2 separate regions of the Mus musculus genome follow, and region 2 is linked to region 1. The links are chromatin contacts, called in public promoter capture Hi-C maps. All regions are on one chromosome and are shown on one strand. Each heading gives the region's core, a stretch centred on a gene start, on an enhancer-like site or on the middle of the called end of the contact. The rest is flanking DNA. Distances are from core to core; before and after follow the strand shown. Region 1 overlaps Ube2g1 (ubiquitin-conjugating enzyme E2G 1). Region 2 overlaps Ankfy1 (ankyrin repeat and FYVE domain containing 1).

What was found. Promoter capture Hi-C pulls out the DNA fragments that hold promoters and counts their contacts.
Region 2: a promoter capture Hi-C map of embryonic stem cells shows a contact between it and region 1, with 2.9 times the contacts expected there. The contact joins two enhancer-like sites. A contact is called at or near these places in 8 of 39 promoter capture datasets (the C10 cell line, the HPC-7 cell line, cranial neural crest and 4 more), 4 of 15 datasets of contacts at CTCF or cohesin (CD8 T cells, the NIH/3T3 cell line, large pre-B cells and 1 more), 23 of 484 Hi-C or Micro-C datasets (B cells, the BV-2 cell line, the CH12 cell line and 16 more) and 3 of 115 datasets of contacts at active chromatin or transcription factors (the HPC-7 cell line and embryonic stem cells).

Annotation. Positions count from the first base shown.
Region 1 is chr11:72,641,409-72,644,397 of GRCm38.p6, forward strand. The region is part of intron 1 of Ube2g1 (ubiquitin-conjugating enzyme E2G 1); the gene reads left to right. Among named protein-coding and RNA genes, the nearest start is that of Gm24143, 27 kb to the left of the region's middle. Within about 2 kb of position 1,568, at least 10 of the 459 cell types and tissues checked have an H3K27ac peak or open chromatin away from gene starts, as enhancers often do. A contact at or near this core is called in embryonic stem cells, where this site is marked.
Region 2 is chr11:72,733,651-72,736,639 of GRCm38.p6, forward strand. All of the region lies in intron 7 of Ankfy1 (ankyrin repeat and FYVE domain containing 1), which reads left to right. Among named protein-coding and RNA genes, the nearest start is that of Gm46287, 30 kb to the right of the region's middle. Within about 2 kb of position 1,396, at least 47 of the 459 cell types and tissues checked have an H3K27ac peak or open chromatin away from gene starts, as enhancers often do. A contact at or near this core is called in embryonic stem cells, where this site is marked.

The sequences.
Region 1 (2,989 bases), core at 318-2,817:
TTGTTAGAATTATGGAGGCATCTGTTCTCTAAGCAATTTAAGACATTTTAAAATTCCTTTATTCCGTTTTTTAGCCTTTTTATTGTCTAACATTTAATTGAATGCTCAGTACTTAATTTTAATTCATGATCAGTTGAAAGTACTTAGATTATGGGCCTTAAAAAATGTTGGAAGTTTTGCCATGTTGTATCCCTGGCTGGCCTTGAACTCTGGATCTATTTGCTTCCTTCTAGAGATCTGGCATAAGAGGTGTTGGCAACCATGTCTGGCTAGATTTTGATCACTAGAAAAAGTGACTCTGTCTTTTGGCTCTCAATGTTGTTTCATTTTTAATTTAATGAGTTCTAAAAGTGTTTATATCTGCCTGATACACTTTTGTCTAACCTTTTACTTTTAACTTCTCAAAGTCACCTTTTTAGGTTTGTCTCATGTAGACTCCGTATATAGTTGGATCAAGGTTAGTTATTTTTGGACCCAGTTTAAGATGCTTTTACTTGTTCACATAATGTGAATTTGGTTTTACTTCTGTAATAATATTAGTCGTTTTTTGTTGTTGTTGCCTGTGTTTCTGCTTGATTTTCATCATCTTTTTGTTTTGTTTTGTTTTGTTTTGTTTTTTGAGACAGGGTTTCTCTGTATAGTCTTGGCTGTCCTGGAACTCACTCTGTAGACCAGGCTGGCCTCGAACTCAGAAATCCGCCTGTCTCTGCCTCCCAAGTGCTGGGATTAAAGGTGTGCGCTACCACCGCCCGACTTCATCATCTTTTTTTTTTTTTTTTTACAATAGATTTTTTTTATACTAGTTTAACTCTTTTTTTTTTTTTTTTTTAAGATTTATTTATTTATTATATGTAAGTTCACTGTAGCTGTCTTCAGACACTCCAGAAGAGGGCATCAGATCTTGTTACAGATGGTTGCGAGCCACCATGTGGTTGCTGGGATTTGAACTCCGGACCTTCGGAAGAGCAGTCGGGTGCTCTTACCCACTGAGCCATCTCACCAGCCCCTCATCATCTTTTAAAATTACTTTTTAATTTGCTCTCATCATTCTTCTCATCTTACAAAAATACTTTATTTCATTTTGTTTAGGATACCATCAATTTAAAATGTTTTATTATCTTGTAATAAAGCCAACATGTAATAAACTGCTAACATGGATAAATGTTGTCAAACCATGACATCATCAGTTGTAATATGGATGCTGATTTCAGATAAGCTAAATTGTGAAATTGAGTGCATTTTAGAACTTTTGAACATTAACGAACCTTTGTAGTTTGTAGTTGACCTGTGGTTGTTACTGTAAAGCTAAAGCCTTAATACACTTTAGTCTATTTATCAAGTATCTGTTCTGAGAACAGCTGCTTTTGAAGGCAATAGTTTCAGCATTCTTTTTTTTTTTTTTTTTTGGTTTTTTTGAGACAGGGTTTTTCTCTGTAGCCTTGGCTGTCCTGGAACTCACTCTGTAGACCAGGCTGGCCTCAGAAATCCCCCTGCCTTTGCCTCCCCAGTGCTGGGATTAAAGGGCGTGCACCACCACGTCCGGCTTAGTCTCAGCATTCTTATGTTTAAAAACACTATTCATGGCTTTCAAAGTGAAAGGATGCTTTGTCTGGTTACAGAATTTCGAGCTACATTCCCTTTCCTTTAAAACCCAGCAGCCTGTTCCCCTATCTTTTGGTGTATAGGGTTGCTAGAGAGAAGTCTGGGGCCAGCCTGACTTTTTTCCCTGTGTAGGTGACCTACTTCTGCCTGAGTATTGGCAGATTTCTTTCTTTATCCTTGAAGTTCAGTAACTTCATCAGAATGTATCTCGCTCTTGGTGTGATTCTCTATTACATTTTCCTGTTAATGGTAAGCCATCTCAATCTGTGGGCTCAGGAAAGTTTCTTAGATATCTTTTAATATGCTTTAATTTTGGGATTTCTTTCTTAAGCATTAGTTATATAATTGCTCATCTACATTTCTGGTTCTATTTCATTATTTACTAAATGCTTCCTTTGTTATGTTCTGATGTATGTTATTTTCTTGATAATCTTTCCTAAGTTTATTCTCTTCAGCATCAGGTCTGCTATTTTAATGTGGGGTTGTTTTGTTTGTTTCATTTTGCCAGTGGCTTCACTACTTCATTCAGTTTTATTATGTATGTCTGTGAGCAGACTTTTCAATTTACCTTCTATCTACAAATGCTTTTACTACTTGTAATGGCAAAAGGTGAAACTGTTTTGTTTTTGAGAAGATGGGTTCAAAACAGTTGCAGAGTAGCCATGTCAAAATCTGTTGTTCTCTGGAACACAAAGACAAATGATTTTGATCAAGTCTTTGTGTCAGATACTGTGTTTTGTTAATGACTTGAGATTTGGTAAACCCTTAATTATAATTCTTTCTGAAGATGTATAAACCGCTTGCACATAGTAGAATTCTGATTGTTATGTATGTTTCTGTGTATCAAGAAAGGATGGTTAATTACTTTTTACTTATGATGATTAATTACTTTTTATTTATGATTAATTTCTTTTTTACTTATAGTCATTGAAAGTCATTAAAGGTTATTTTTTATATCATAAATTACCATGCAGAGCAGATGAAATTCTTTGAAGTTATGACTGATGTATTCTCTGTCATTCATGTGTACCACAATGAAAAATTCTTTTGTAAGAATTTCTCCAGAGTACCAATTTCTTCTTTGTGTTTATTGGAGGGGGTGAGGGAGACTGAAGATGGTAGACAATGTGCTCCTGATCTTTATTCAGACTTGAATGCATTGGGTCTGTGACTAGTTGTTGTTAATGTGTGAGATTATTACTCTGACTTGGAATAAAAAAGGCCATTTCACTTGTTAGTGGAGCAGGTCCTCCCAGAACAGGTTTGTGTTAATTTTCTCTGTTTCTGTCTTCTTCCCTCTGAGGTGCAGATATACTTCTCAGAATTTCTTAAGGATTCTAAACTTTTTTACTTAGTTATCAATATTGTGGCTGTTTCCTGTGATGTT
Region 2 (2,989 bases), core at 146-2,645, 92 kb after region 1:
AGTGAGTTCCAGCACAGCCAGGGCTACACAGAGAAACCCTGTCTCAAAAAACCAAACCAAATAAAATAAAATAAAGGACTCTGAAATAAGCCCATATTGGTATATCATTCCAATCTTGAGAACTCTGTCAGAAACATGCATTGGAGGGGCTGGAGAGAGCATGGTGGCTCAGTGCTTGTTGCACTTGCCAACAGCCATGAGAATAGCAATTCATAAGAATAGCAAAATTACAGTTACAAAGTAGTAATGAAATCATTTTATGGTTGGGGATAGCCACACACGAGGAACTGTATTAAAGGGCTGTGACATTAGAAAGGTTGAGCACCACTGTGCTAGAGGAAAGAAGCATAGCTAAAATTCCTCAAGATGCAGGCATGGCGAGGGTTTCCTGAACAGTACTCTAGTAGCAAGGAAATAGCCCGCAAAATCAAAATGAAGAAGCTTTGGGCAACAAAGAGAACAGTCACCAGAGGGAAGAGATAGCAGGAAAGTGCCTTTCAGGTTATGTAGCAGATGGCTGATACTCAGTAGATGTAAAGAACTGCAGAAATTCAACACCTACACATCCAATCAATAAATAATCTAAATTGTCAGGTCTCAAGAAAGGATATGCAAATGGTAAATAAAATGTTAAAAGTGTTCTACAGCCTCACCCAACAGGAAAATACACATTAAAACTGCTTTGGGAGTCCATCTCATTCCGGTTCCGAATGATTGTCTTTAGGAAAATAAATGACAGGGCCAAGAGACAATTAAGCACTTGTTGCCTGACAAGCCTGATGATCCGAGTGTGATTCTCAGGACCCATGGTAGAAGGAAGGACACAACTGACTCCGGAAAACAAATATCAAAAGATATAAATAAATCTTTTAAAAATCCTTACCGGTGCCAGTGAGGACATGGAGAAAGGAATTCTGTTTTCTTTTTTGTTTCAATTTTTTAGACAGAGTCTCACTGTGTAGACCAGTTGGCTGTGAACTCACAGAGGCTTGCCTTTGCCTCCCAAATTCTGTTTATTGTTACTTTTGAGAATGTAAACTTGTATAGCCACTATGAAACAGCAATGTGGAGATTTCTCAAAAACGATAGTTGGTGCCATTCTTGGTGGTATACAGGTGGGAATTTCTATGTTAGGAGCCACAGAGGTATTTGTGTGTTTGTGGTTGCATCATTCATGAGAGTTAGAAGATGGATTTCCATCAGCAGATGACCCTGCTGTGTTATCAGGCACAGTTCTGTCCCTTAGCAGGATGTACTGTTTGAATGCTGGTGATGTGCAGCTGCGGCTTTCTCTCCTTTGTGGGCAAAAGTTTTAGTAAAAATCTGTTTGAACTATGCAGAGGGTTGAGCTTGCTGGCTAATAGAGAGGAAAGTTTTACTCATCACTGAGTAGGGAACCCTTAGAACAAGTCGCTGTGGAGAGCAGATGCGTTTTTCCAAGCACACACAGCACTTAGCTCAGAGTTTGTGTTCATTGGGGAAAGTTTCTACCCCGTAGGGAATTGTTCTTTCCCACTGTTTAGTGTCTCAAGTGTTTACTTTGGAAACAGATTCACTTGTTACTAAAAAAACAATTAAGTTCCTTTCTTCTCTGGGAGCTGAATTCTTATGTTTTATGAAAGAACATCTCTCATGACTTCCTAAATATTTGGGTGATTGCTTAGCTACAGGAATTGCCAAGATAGTGTTGATGAGTGTTCTAGGGTGATTTAATCTTCCATTCTGAATTTGTGAATTGTCTGGAAGTATGTGGATCACAGTGTGAATATAGCAGACTTCAAAAAGAGTGCAGCATGCTGTAGTGTACAGAGCACAGACTTGCTTGAATCCTGGCTTCTATGTTGCTTTGATGACAGTCACTTGTCCATAGTGTCATCTTTTCTTGTGTGTAAATGGAAAGGGATCTTTCTGCTTTAGCAGGCTTTTAGCACAGTGAGACAGGATTGGGGTGTCCCTCATACTATGACTACCTGTTGCTGATAGAGTAAACACAGTGGCCTTCACCTTGCCCGAGCAGTGGAGTGCCAGAATCAGACCCCATAGGGAATTGTCTTTTCTTTGAGGTCCCACTGAAACACTGGCTATCTAGAGCCTGGCCCCAGACCTGCAGTGCTCCTGCCTCTGCCTCCTGTGTTCTGGGTTTTAGATGTGTGCTAACATATCCTTCTGAGGAATTACTTGACAGTGCCTTCTTCGGCTTGATGTTACTTGGTTAACTTTACCCAAATGATTGAGTGCTACCTTTAAGCTTGCCTATTGACCTTGCTTCTAATTCTTTAATGAGTGGTAGAGGTTCATTAAAATATGAATGAGGTCTACTTCAAGATGCACAGTAGTGGGCATTCCACTGAGCCAGAGCACTCGTCTGTCACAAGAATTTGGTGTTGTTAGGGTCTGTGAGGCCATAGGAGACCCACATAAGGCAGTGTTACCATCTCCTTTGATTAATCTGACCTAAGCAAGGTGATGAGTCCTTTCATAACAATTCTAGTTTTTTCACTACTAAAAAAATTGTAGTAACCCACATAGACCAATAGATTTCCTAAATGGGCTTCTCCTGACCAATTATTTGTAGTAAATTTTAAAACAAGGAGTATTAAATATGGTTTGCCCTAATTAAAACTGTCATAAAACTGAAAGAAGCATTGCATGTGTATTTAAAAACTGCTTAGCATTGGTTAGGAATGTTTTTATGGGGAAAAATTATTACACTAATGTCTCATTTTCCTGGCATTGTTAGTGACTTGAGGAAAGCAAGTGGCTGGATGTTTGCAGTAAGGAACTTCTGACTCCCTCACAGTAGTTGACAGGCAGTCAGCTGTGACTGGGAGCCATATCCTGGCCATGTTTAGGTTGAAGTGTGTGGAATGCTTTGTTTCCTTGTTGCTGAGAACCTTATCTAGGGCCTCGCTTCCAGTTCCCTGCTTTGTCCTGCTGTCTGCTTACCCTCTGAACTGAACTTCCCTTAATTCAACTTCTGATAGTTCCT